Regions from separate parts of the Salmo salar genome. Here region 1 is linked to region 2. A link is a contact called in public Hi-C data. All regions are on one chromosome and are shown on one strand. Each heading gives the region's core, a stretch centred on a gene start, on an enhancer-like site or on the middle of the called end of the contact. The rest is flanking DNA. Distances are from core to core; before and after follow the strand shown. Region 1 holds the start of LOC106599287 (biliverdin reductase A). Region 2 holds the start of LOC106599295 (zinc finger CCHC domain-containing protein 2).

The links. Hi-C and Micro-C count contacts between places; a contact is called where the count stands out from the background.
Region 1: a Hi-C map of muscle shows a contact between it and region 2, with 3 times the contacts expected there. The contact joins the promoter of LOC106599287 here to the promoter of LOC106599295 in region 2. A contact is called at or near these places in 2 of 3 Hi-C or Micro-C datasets (gill and muscle).

The regions. Positions count from the first base shown.
Region 1 is chrssa03:27,383,454-27,390,050 of Ssal_v3.1, forward strand. LOC106599287 (biliverdin reductase A) reads left to right here and starts at 4,006. Exons shown (of 7, transcript XM_014190446.2): 1 at 4,006-4,100; 2 at 4,772-4,896; 3 at 5,240-5,359. The coding sequence starts at 4,778.
Region 2 is chrssa03:27,230,377-27,237,072 of Ssal_v3.1, forward strand. LOC106599295 (zinc finger CCHC domain-containing protein 2) reads right to left here and starts at 3,750. Exons shown (of 14, transcript XM_045716027.1): 1 at 2,768-3,750; 2 at 1,284-1,398. The coding sequence starts at 3,559.

The DNA of each region.
Region 1 (6,597 bases), core at 2,756-5,255, 150 kb after region 2:
TTTCAAATCAAATGTATTTATATAGCCCTTCTTACATCAGCTGATATTTCAAAGTGCTGTACAGAAACCCAGCCTAAAACCCCAAACAGCAAGCAATGCAGGTGTAGAAGCATGGTGGCTAGGAAAAACTCCCTAGAAAGGCCAAAACCTAGGAAGAAACCTAGAGAGGAACCAGGCTATGAGGGGTGGCCAGTCCTCTTCTGGCTGTGCCGGGTGGAGATTATAACAGCACATGGCCAAGATGTTCAAATGTTCATAAATGACCAGCATGGTCAAATAATAATAATCATAGTAGTTGTCGAGGGTGCAACAAGTCAGTAACACAAGAGTAAGTGTCAGTTGGCTTTTTCATAGCCGATCTTTGAGAGTATCTCTACCGCTCCTGCTGTCTCTAGAGAGTTGAAAACAGCAGGTCTGGGACAGGTAGAACGTCCTGTGAACAGGTCAGGGTTCCAGCAGGTCTGGGACAGCAGGTCTGGGACAGGTAGCACGTCCGGTGAACAGGTCAGGGTTCCATAGCCGCAGGCAGAACAGTTGGAACTGGAGCAGCAGCACGGCCAGTTGAGCTGGGGACAGCAAGGAGTCATCAAGCCAGGTAGTCCTGAGGCATGGTCCTAGGGCTCAGGTCCTCCGAGAGAGAGAAAGAAAGAGAGAAAGAGAGAATTAGAAAGAGCATATTTAAATTCACACAGGACACCGGAAAAGACAAGACAAATACTCCAGATGTGACAGACTGAACCTAGCCCCCCGACACAAACTACTGCAGCATAAATACTGGAGGCTGAGACAGGAGGGGTCAGGAGACACTGTGGCCCCAATAACTGCTTTAGAGGTAATGCTAGCTTCCTATTAAAGATACTTCAGCAAGCTATGATGTTGGCAATTGATGATACATGTATGCTGCTATTTGCTATGTTGAAAATTACAATCACAGATTTGTAAAACAGACAGGAAATAGTAGCATCTTGGTTATGTGAGGGCTCAATCTTGAATTAAACTTTGTTTTGGTTCAGCAAAAATATGGCATGCAACCTTGGGTTATGACAAATAAACACTATGACCAAGTTACACAGTTGGTGATAGAATTATTAATTTACCCAGTTTAGATATGCCGTTTTATTTTCTTCTGTCTTCTCAGAATGGGAAGGCAGCCCATAGCTACAGGAAAATGTTCGATGTCTCACAAATATGAGGTGTGCAAAAATAATGAATGTGACATTAAGCAGACTTTTTTTCTAAAGCGGCAGTATGCATGGGTTCATTTTCAGTTTATGGCACCGGGAATCGAACCCAAAATCATGACGTTTCGAGCACCATGATTTTTTCTATTGATTGTTATGGTCGTTATTTATTTAGCTATTTTGATAGGCCATAGACTACATCTGTAATAGTTTAATAGCCTACTGCAATAATTCAACATACAGGGTTGTAGGCTGCATCACTCCTTCAGCCTAAATAGCAGATTATCAAAGGGAAGATATAGGCTAGGCCTTTGCGTTCCTCCAGGCTGCGCTCTGCGGGCTCCGGGCACGCGCCACTATTGATAGGCCTACGTTTTTAGAAAATATAATTATTATACCTCTAGGCTACAACAACACAGTGCGATGAGTAATGTATTATTATTAGTACACAAATATTGTCTAAGGTGTAAACTGCAGTGATGTAGGATCATTTGAATTAACGCTCAAACGTCATTTTGTGTTTTATGCCTGAATAAAGCCCCGATCAGCTATGGGTTTATTCTCAACAGTTTACAAAGTCCAGAAAATGACATCAGGCCACTCATATGGTGTATTTTGTCAGGATGTATCGGCGTTTAACGATAGGCCTACTATAGAAAAATAGTAGCCTATGAGAGTGAGATGTAGTCTGTCGTGGATCATGTATTCCAAGTCGTCCTAATATTCACATGGCCACCAGTATATGCCTACAAATCGTTAATGCCATTATATTAGGCCAGAATTGTCCGAAGGACTGAAATTAATAGAATTAGTGAGAGTGACGTTCCCCCAAGAAATCTGTAGTAAAATCTAATGAATTTATAGCATAGATTCTCTACGGTCCTTCTCCATGTAATAGCCTAATGGGCCGAATTTTAGCATGCAAATGACCCAGCATATTCTTGGTGAAATTATTACATTAAATCGTTTTTTTCTTTATTCTTCCATCACCTGCCTAATAGAAACCTCATATGGCCTACTTCTGAAAAAGTTAATCGGTCCAGATATGATGAAGTGTACTCAGCCCGAGTACCATTAGCCAGAACCCCAGTAGCCTAATATGATTCCGCCGGACTCGGGAAGAGCTCGGCCCGTATGAAGTCCCCCGAGTCTGAGTCGATGCCGAGTCGGAATAGGCCCGAATCCACAGTGTTGACTATCAGACCCAGAGAACACCAGCAAAGACCAAGATTGAAGTAGTCTAACACAATAGAACACTGAAAACCCATTGAAGAACTCACATGTACAGATTTACAATGTATTTATAAAAATGATCTCCATATTAATTTCAGGGTCAACACCTTGGGATTCTTGTGGCAACATCGCCATCTGGTGTATTCAAAGTGCAATTACAGCCGTCGAAGATAAGCGCAACCAAGGACAGCACTGTAGCAGACAGCGTAGGAAATTCGTTCCAGCAAAGCTTTCCTGTAGTCCAGTGTAAGCATTTTGTTCGAAGACTATTACAACGAAATTAAATTAATAAGAAATTCAGTACTTTTAAAATAGATTTCAGGCCTTCATCTAGGTAAGGACTAAAGAAGTCTTAACCATAGACCGTATATAAACCATAGACATTTAGGGTGTTTTCACACATAGGCCTCTTTAATATAACCGACCTCAGTCCTGTTTCAAGTGAACTCTGGGGTAGAAAAAAAAGGCAAAGTTCTCAGTTCTCTTTGTATTCACACCGCCCTTACCTTTGAACGAGGACTGAAACTCTTTTGCCAATGTACTTCACCTATTTTGTGGTCCGAGTCCCCTTTGCATTCACATTGCTATGTTTAGAAAGGAACCAAGATCTTTTTCCAACATTCAATCAATGCACTGTGGGTTTTTACAAAGTGCAGAACAAGCCATTCCATCAGACTGTATTATCAGACAGCTAGATATACCTTATACCTACTTACATTTTGGAAGCTAATATATTGATTGCATTTATTTCAAAAGTGACACATCATAATTGTAATCAGAAGATACTATTAACATGTAAATATTATTGGTAACAGAATAAATAGAAGAATAACTGCAGATTAAATAATGCTGTAATTGACAATTTTACAGCCAATTTAGGCTACTGCCCCTTTAAGAGCTAGAATATATTTTTTTACCATATGTTGCGATTCTTACCAAACATGTTGTCGTCTACTCACACTATTCAAACGCCACAATCGAATTAACAGTTAATGAAGCTCTCTTAGCCTATAGATCACATATTGCAAACAAATAATCTGAACTAAAATCGGAATTTTGTGGCACTAATGTGAGGGGCTATGGCAGGGGTTAATGGTGTTGCAGTAGTGTAGTGCGGGAATAATGACAAGAGAACCTGGGGAGTTTTGTGTTCACAATGACCTAAAAAAGGGAACCGGACAGCGGAATTCAAGCCAACCGAACTCAGTCAACCTCTCATGATGTTTTTCACTTAGGCTCGTTTCAGGGTCTGAGTTCCTTTGGAGTGTTCACACTGCACACAAAAAACTAAGCCAACCGCACTGAGTTCACACAAATTGTCTGTAAGGGACCATGTGATAACACCCTTAGTTAAACTGAGGACATTCATGCTGCCATGGGAGTCGCCATATATTGTTGCATAAACCATCACATACATATATCTAAACATTCGTGGACATTATGTGTAAAGAAACGAAAATATCATAATTACCTAGTGTCATAGCAGGTCTGTATTTGTTTTATAACAACAACAAAAAAAAGCAAACCACATAACTTCCGACGAGACGTCCATCACGTGAGTAGACTTGATTCACCAATCACCGCGTTATATGGACGTCACACGCAAGCAGTAAAAAAAAAAAAAACACGTGAGCTGGTTATGAAAGTTATATCACCGGGGCAAGAGAGTCGATTACTTTGTTTAACGTAAGCATTTTATTCACTTCAACGAGACAAGGGTCCTCAAAGGCAATTCAGAAAAGGGTTGGTAAGGAAATCAAGCTTGAATTTAAAGCAGTTTAAATTCAGTACGGAACTAGCTACTCATTCAACGAGGACAGCATTGTTACCTGCATTGCAACATTGTTGATGTCATGTTAGATCATATACTTATCATTATTATGTCAATTATGAATTTCCTGGTCATTGGTCTAGTTTCAAGTTACTTTGTGTAAGGCATTGTTTTTCTGTATAGTTTTGTTAGTTAAAAAATATGGCAACTGCCATCAATGGAGAATGTGACGATTCAAGATATTTATATGGATTAACTAAATACATCTGTATTAAAACTGTTGGATCTGTCTGAATTTACAGAAGTGAAACAGGGTGGTTTCTTTCTAACCATTTCCTTCCCAACCACCATGTTTCACTTCTGTAAATTCAAACAGATCCAACAGTTTTAAGACAGATTTATTTAGTTAATCCATATAAATATTTAGAATCGTCAAATTCTCCATTGATGGCAGTTGCCATATTTTTTAACTAACAAAACTATACAGAAAAACATTGCTGTGTTCCTTCGAATCTCTGTCCAGAACTTGTCTTGGGTCTTTATGCAGAGTGCACAGTTGATAAGCTCTGACTCCATCTCTTTGCAGTCAGACATGTTTGGTTCAGTGGTGGTTGGCATTGGGACGGCAGGCTTGGTGAGGATCAGGGACATGCTAGCCCCTCTGCCCTCCAGCGCAGCTGAGAAGCTCAGTGTCAAAGGCTTCATATCCAGGTGAGGCACCAAGACTCATCTCATAGTTTTTTTGGACACGCTGTGCACAGCAGTGTGTCTAGGTCCATGTGCTGGTTTTGGCAGGAACAACTGGTGTTAAAAAAACAATGGTAAAATTCGCACACTGAAATAATACCTTGATTTTAGTGCTTTTTTATTATATGTGCAGTGCAATTAACTTTGTTGCACTGCACATATTAAATAGATATATAGTCACTGTCCTGTGACCTGTACTCGGTCACAGAATCAGCAGCTCGGTCCTGCATACTGTAGCAAACAATGTGACTCTATTTCAAAGCAATTTTTCCGTAGTGAATATGACTCTGGTGTTGTCTTTCCATAGGAGGATCCTGGAGGAGCAGCAGGGAGTGAAACAAATCACTGTTGAGGATGCCCTGAGCCGGGACGACATAAAGGTGGCTTTCGTGTGCACCGAAAACGCTGCCCATGAGGAAAACATCAGGTAAAATGCTTTCTATCTCTCACTGACCACATATCTCTATTATAGTCCTCTGTGGTAGTTGTTTAGCTATCCCTTCGTCAGTTTTGTTTCTATCTGAAATGCTCGTACACAAGAGCTATATTTTCACCATGTTACAAATCACCACTAGGAGACAGCACTAGAACACGTATATTGTCTGTATCAATCCTCAGTACACTATTTTCTTTCTTTCTCAGTCCACTGAGGCTCCATCTCGGTGTAAAAACTGTACGTTAATTAACCATTCATTGAACCTGGCCCATTTACTAAACCCTCAGACAAACTGTTGGAGCTAGGAACACAAGCATTTCGCTACACCCGCAATAACATCAGCTAAATATGTGTATGTGATCAATACAATTTGATTAGATTTAACAGTTCTAGTTTATAAGCTATATATTATACAGCATTGAGACATATTGTGACACAGTAAATTCAATGTTATATTACATGTACAATCCACATAAAATCAACAGTGTAATGTTTGGATTCAATCTTGTCAGGTGAACTGTTGTGTCCTCACCTTTAGTCTAATAATTTTACCATAATTTTCAAACTTCCCTTTGAATTATTGTCACCCACTTCCCTTGAAAAACAGTTTGCCCTACAGCTAATTCTGCCAAATCAAAAGAATGTGCAAAAAACTATCAGATTTCGACAGAAATATGACTGAGACGCAAATAAAATTCAAGGAGAGGGGGTACAAAAATGGTCAGATTAATACTGCCATTGAGAAAATTCAAAATAAAACAAGACATTACCTTTTTCAAGGTCAGTCTCGCAAAAAGAAGCATTCTTGCGTTCTAACTACCCGATATTCAAAGTGCTCTGAACAAATTAAGGGAATCGTTCACAAACATTGGCACGTTCTAAGATCCGATGACAGTATCGGTAATGTGTTTTCGGACCCTCTCTTGGTCGTATTCTCGTGGGGCAGAAATCTCAGAGATCAACTGGTAAAGTCTGATTTACCACCCCAAGATGTCCCTGCACAAAGTCTATTTGCGCCCCTACTGGATGGAAACTACCAGTGTAATGGCTATGCTCAATGCAATGGCACTTATAAATGTAGATCCTTCAAACACCCCCAAACAAGGAAACAGATCCAAATCAAAGTTGTTATCACGTGCTCCACTAAGGCAGTTATTTATCTTATAACTTGTCCTTATGGTAAAAATTATGTGGGTAAAACAAAGTGCGAATTAAAAGTACGAATCTCG
Region 2 (6,696 bases), core at 2,500-4,999:
TTTTGTTGCCTTGGCCGTGTGTTTTGGGTCATTGTCATGCTGGAATACCCATCCACGACACATTTTCAATGCCCTGGCTGAGGGAAGGGGGTTCTCACCCAAGATTTGACGGTACATGGCCCCGTCCATCATCCCTTTGATGCGGTGAAGTTGTCCTGTCCCCTTAGCAGAAAAACACCCCCAAAGCATAATGTTTCCACCTCCATGTTTGACGGTGGGGATGGTTCTTGGGGTCATAGGCAGCATTCCTTCTCCTCCAAACACGGCGAGTTGAGTTGATGCCAAAGAGCTCCATTTTGGTCTCATCTGACCACAACACTTTCACCCAGTTGTCCTCTGAATCATTCAGATGTTCATTGGCAAACTTCAGACGGGCATGTATATGTATTCTTGAGCAGGGGGACCTTGCGGGCGCTGCAGGATTTCAGTCCTTCACGGCGTAGTGTGTTACCAATTGTTTTCTTGGTGACTATGGTCCCAGCTGCCTTGAGATCATTGACAAGATCTAGTTCTGGGCTGATTCCTCACCGTTCTCATGATCATTGCAACTCCACGAGGTGAGATCTTGCATGGAGCCCCAGGCCGAGGGAGATTGACAGTTCTTTTGTGTTTCTTCCATTTGTGAATAATCGCACCAACTGTTGTCACCTTCTCACCAAGCTGCTTGGCGATGGTCTTGTAGCCCATTCTAGCCTTGTGTAGGTCTACATTCTTGTCCCTGACATCCATGGAAAGCTCTTTGGTCTTGGCCATGGTGGAGAGTTTGGAATCTGATTGATAGATTGCTTCTGTGGACAGGTGTCTTTTATACAGGTAACAAACTGAGATTAGGAGCACACTCTTAAAGGGAGTGCTCCTAATCTCAGCTCGTTACCTGTATAAAAGACACCTGGGAGCCAGAAATCTTTCTGATTGAGAGGGGGTCAAATACTTATTTCCCTCATTAAAATGCAAATCAATTTATAACATTTTTGAAATGCGGTTTTCTGGATTTTTTTGTTGTTATTCTGTCTCTCACTGTTCAAATAAACCTACCATTAAAATTATAGACTGATCATTTCTTTGTCAGTGGGCAAACGTACAAAATCAGCAGGGGATCAAATACTTTTTTCCCTCACTGTAATTGTAATATATCCTGTCTATTGAGCCATATCTGACCATTTGTTTGGGTCCCTTGTTTTACCTCAAACGCACTAGGCTAAAATACATCTTGCTTGAACACTCCTCTCAACATGTGAATGAGAGACCTCAGAGGATGCAATAACAAACAGGACTGAGACTACCTTCTCTCTGAGATAAGGTCCTGTTCAGGAGCTGATTGGGAATACAGCAGGCCGACTGACCCATGTCAGTGCTCCTGAGGCTGAGGTCCTCCTTTCGCAGGGTATGCTGCTTCTGCTGCAACAAAGAAAGTGAAGAGATTGGTGCTTTTGTAAAAAAAAAAAATTGCGTTCTCCCCCAATAATAGTCCCACTAAACAACTTCCCCCTTACAATACTTAACTGGAACCAATACTAATTTCCTCCTCTCCACATGCTTTGAAAACTAAAATTTTTTTCAACTTTTTCAGTTGAATTTATATTCATAAGTCAGCTCCGTTTTTATTAGAAATACCGCCTAGCTGCAGGAAAATGTAGACTAACTGTCTTAACGAAACATATAATTATGCCGAGAGCCAGCCAAGAGGGCATGACAGAGTGCCCCTATAAGAGAGCAGTCAGTCAGTCAGACAGATGAGAGAGAGGGTGTTTGTCTCATTCAAACTCCTGGCTTTTTCATTGGATGCCAGAGAGAAAGAGGGGGAGAGAGAGAGAAAGAAAGAGGGGGAGAGAGAAAGTGAAAGAAAGAGGGGGAGAGAGAAAGAGAGAGAGGGGGAGAGAAAAAGGTTTCTCCAACACAATGCAAAGTAAGATCACAATACAACCATTCACAAGAATGCTGGGTGTTCCCATTCATAATAGCTAGCTACTGTGGAGAAGATGACAGAAGACACAGTAGCCGTGGCCAGCATGTCTGCTGAAACCAGATAAGCGGTCTCTCTCTATTCTCCTGATTGAGAAAGTGATCTTCATTCTATGGCGTCTGTCATTTTGTGACAGCACAATGAACTCGGCTTGTAGTCATATGGCCATGCACTCAAGACTGTTCATGGAAATGAAACTGCTTTAAGCAATACTTGGTATGAAAGGGTTGAACCTCTTTCCTCTCTTTTTATGCTAACTCCACAAGTCTACTCACATCAGTACATGCTACGGTTATTACAGTCTATCCCCACAGCAATTATTTGGTCCCACTTTACCAGAAATAAAGTGCTACAATGCGTCATCTGAACTAAAATGTGATTACATATAGATTTTGTATAAAAAAGTAATCTGTTCATTCCTATGATCTAGGTGGCCAGTAAAAAACAGGTTATTCTTGTTTAAGTACTACCTACCTAATTAATTATTGTCAAAGTAAAAGTCAGGTGAAAGTTTTACTGGGGAACGCCCCCTGCGGACTTGTCAACATCATAAGTACCAGGGCTCCCCAAGGGGGTGGGTGCATTTCAATAGTCTACAGTAGCAAAGCCTTCACTGGCTTTCTTCTCGTTTCCTCACCTGCACTGATCTAATGGCACAGGATAATAAATGCGATGGGAGCCTTTCACCTGCTCAGTGACAATAAGAAGTGAGGTAATGAGTTGAGCTAAGGAGAGGAGGTAAGGTGAGGAGGCCCCTTTGGATTCACTCTTGAGACGCACTTAAGCTGTCAATGTGATGCTTACCTGGACGCTCGGGCGGTTGTGGCAATACCTTCTCTCCTCTATGGCCCGTTCCACATTGTCCAACTGGTGCCTGGCAGTATCCCTCTGGTGAAAAGAGAACGCCGGGTGCAGCGAGGCCATGGTGAAAAGCAGCGCCAAGTGCTCCAGGGAACCCGACTCTGCCTCCAGTGGAGGCCCACTGGGATGCTCCAATCTCCCGGACTTCATTCCGCCATCGCGAGGGGAATGTTGATCAGGTACATTCTGAGCGCTCCCACGTGGAGATACTGGAACGCCATGATAAGTATTCAAGTACAGCGCTGGGTCCATATGGTTCAAAGCACGATAAAGTGTGCCCGCGCATTCTCTGTTTTCAGATCTCAAAAGTGACAGGTAGACAAGTAGTTTGGAACGCACGACAGGGTCGGCAACGTCCATAAGGAGGCCCAAGTCAGTTTGACTGTTCGCCCTTATCTCAAAGTCTCGGAAGACGTGGAAATCTTTCCGTGCAAGGTCCTCAAGGCAGGATCCGAAAAAGCGAAGCTCAAGTGGTTGACACATATGAAGTATTCCGTACATAAACTCTATCCGCTTTGCTGGGTTGAGGTGCAAGCCGAACCACTCAAACACCGTCTCCTTGTCAATTTGCGACAGGCGACACGATTCCCTCGTTGAATCCTTGAACCGGTGGCTCACACCACGGTACGAAATCGAATCAATAGTGAGACTGTTGTAATCGGTATTTTCCTGCTCGTCTTCGACGGTATGGTATTCTTCCTCCGCCGTTCGCATGGGCAATTTAATTTTCAGCATGATCAACTCTGACAGGACTTGTTAGCGATTATCAATTCATTCAAACGTATCGGAGAATTACATACTCGCTCCGTTCGCATCTGTACACTGCTGTGGAGTTGTATTTATGTGATATTAGATGGAAATGAAATGTTGAGATTATGTATAGCTGGCTCAGTAACTCATTTTCATGCACTGACTGTACCACTCGAAAATCCCATAGTTGACTCCTCCCATCGTTCATCAAACTGCTGGGTCCTAACTTCATCCCACCCGGTACCGGGTCGTGACAAGGGTGCGTTTACCAGAGGTCACCGAAGTCACTTTCTCTCATTAATGTAAAAACATTCATTTTTTTTTACTAAATGTGTCAGTGCTGTCACAATGGATTGTTATTCTATAATATTCGATTTCATTCGATATTCTATATTTAATTGCATGAAACTGTGAAGTGCAATTCACTGAAATATTTACACAATAGAGAGAGTAATGGCGTCTTTTTGTAGGCACCAACTCGGTCACGGCTAGAAGGAATCCAGCTTCGGTTCTGAGATTTAAAAAAATATATGTTTTAACTTAATTTAACAGGGCAAGTCAGTGAAGAACAAATTCTTATTTACAATGACGACCTGGGAGCAGTGGGTTAACTGTCTTGTTTAGGGGCAGAACGACAGATTATTAGCATGTCAGCTCAGGGATTCGTTCTAACAACCTTTCGGTTACTGGCCCAACGCTCTAACCACTAGTCTAACTGCCGCCCCGATCGTAACTTTTAAAATGTTTAAGCATTTATGAAAAAAACACAAAATACATAAAGGCTTCATAATTTACAATGGTTATGTTAACTGGCTGATTGTCTTATAGAACAAATCCTATAAAATCTCATAAACCTGTGTTAACCTCAGACCGTATTTTCAGCGTTTATTCCAAACCCCTATTCTTTCCCCATTCATTTTGCCGATAAGAATTTCTGAACGAACCAGAGGTAAATAATTTACGTTTTTTAGGACTACAAGCTGGCTATCTCTAGATTGCACACGATATAGTCAAATATGTTTTATAAGTAACCCATTATAGACGTTTCCAATGTGATCAAATTAATCATTGTGGGCAGAACAAGTAAGGAGGTAAAGCCAAACAGGAGCTACTAGTGAGATCCTATTGGCGCGTTCTAACACCGACTTGCATATTTCCGTTATGGAACGCCTGCTCTGTGAAGTACGCATGTGCAATAACTCCATTCTCGTGTACTCTTTCTAAACAACGTAATTCTATGAGACTTTGGCAAAGGCTAAGTCTACAAAACGCCGTCCACTCTGTTTGTTATAGATTCTAGTTTTGGAAACAGAACTGTATGGGGATCAAATGTTTCATTGATGATACAATTAGCAGAATGTCAGCCAAAATCCATCTCACTCCATCTTCTTACACTGCCAGCCACTGGGCTTCCTCTCATCACCATATTTGGTAGTTAGTGGAAACGCCAACCAGATGCTACATTACATCCGTTTTTAATATCTGGCCCATTGTTCTATCTGTAATTTAGTTGTCATATACTGTAGTTAGATTAATTAATGTAAAGAATTTGTGTGGTATTATGCACGAGTTTTCTTATCTTTGTCAACAGATGGCGGTATTTCATTACAATCCACTAGGGGCCTGTACTTTGCTACAGACAGTAGATTACAGCAAACACTGTGAATACCAGGGATGGGCAATTTTGATGAGGATGGGGGCCACAAAAAATCTGAACTCATCATGAGGTGCTCGCAGGTTTGCATACCCAAATACTGTACATACCCACACATGCAGTCAGTGCCAGCCCTAGCCTTTTGGGGGCCTGTCATGCCAAATAGTGTCCCACTCTACTTCACAATGGGATTCAATAAACTATTAGCGTCTGTTGCTATATCAACGGTGTGATGTCCTAATGATTAGAATTGTGGATATCATTACAGCCTAAATGACGTTCTTTTCATCATCGCTATGCAACAAGTTTTGTTTAGCTAATAAAATGAAAACATAAATTCTAACTACTTTTTGGTACCTTGTTAACATTACAACATGAAATCCATGTCTAAATGTTGCTAAATGGCAAAGACAACGTGTAATCTGCTTGACACATTAAGTTACTTACCTTACAGATCACGAAGTCAGCTAATTTCCACTCCATTCATATCAAAATCCATTTGATTCATACACTGGTTTGTCTTGCTGTAATGTTTTAATTTTAATCTGCCCTTCCCTTGTCTACACTGAAATAATATAATTTCAGTAGTCCTCTATTATGATTCATTGTTTTCTATCTATTAGTACACCCTTGTGGTTGAATATATATATATATGTATATGTAACTATTGTAGGTCATAGGATACAACAATGAATAATGTGGAACGAATAAATACCATCAAATGATACCTTTACAACTTACAATAATGAACACCTTATGAAACAGCTGTGAAAGCCACCCTGCCAATATTTAAGATTTTAATACATAAACAATGATCGTTTTTTGGTACAGTTGTCATTTTTTTTTAAAACTTTTTTTTTCACCTTTATTTAACCATTTAGGCTAGTTGAGAACAAGTTCTCATTTACAACTGTGACCTGGCCAAGATAAAGCAAAGCAGTGCGACACAAACAACAACACAGAGTTACACATGGAATAAACAAGCGTACAGTTAATAACACAATAGAAAAAAAAGAAAGTCTATATACAGTGTGTGCAAATGGCGTGAGGAGGTAAGGCAATAAATAGGCCATAGTAGTGGAGTAATTACAATTTAGCAAATTAACACTGGAGTGATAGATGAGCAGATGATGATGTGCAAGTAGAAATGCTGGTGTGCAAAAGAGCAGAAAGTAAATAAAAACAATATGGAGATGATGTAGGTAGATTGGGTGGGCTGTTTACAGATGGGCTATGTACAGCTGCAGGGATCAGTTAGCTGCTCAGATAGCTGATGTTTAAAGTTAGTTAAGTCTCCAGCTTCAGCGATTTTTGCAAATCATTCCAGTCATTGGCAGCAGAGAACTGGAAGGAAAGGCGGCCAAAGAGGTGTTGGCTTTGGGGATGACCAGTGAGATATACCTGCTGGAGTGCATGCTGCGGGTGGGTGTTGTTATCGTGACCAGTGAGCTGAGATAAGGCGGAGCTT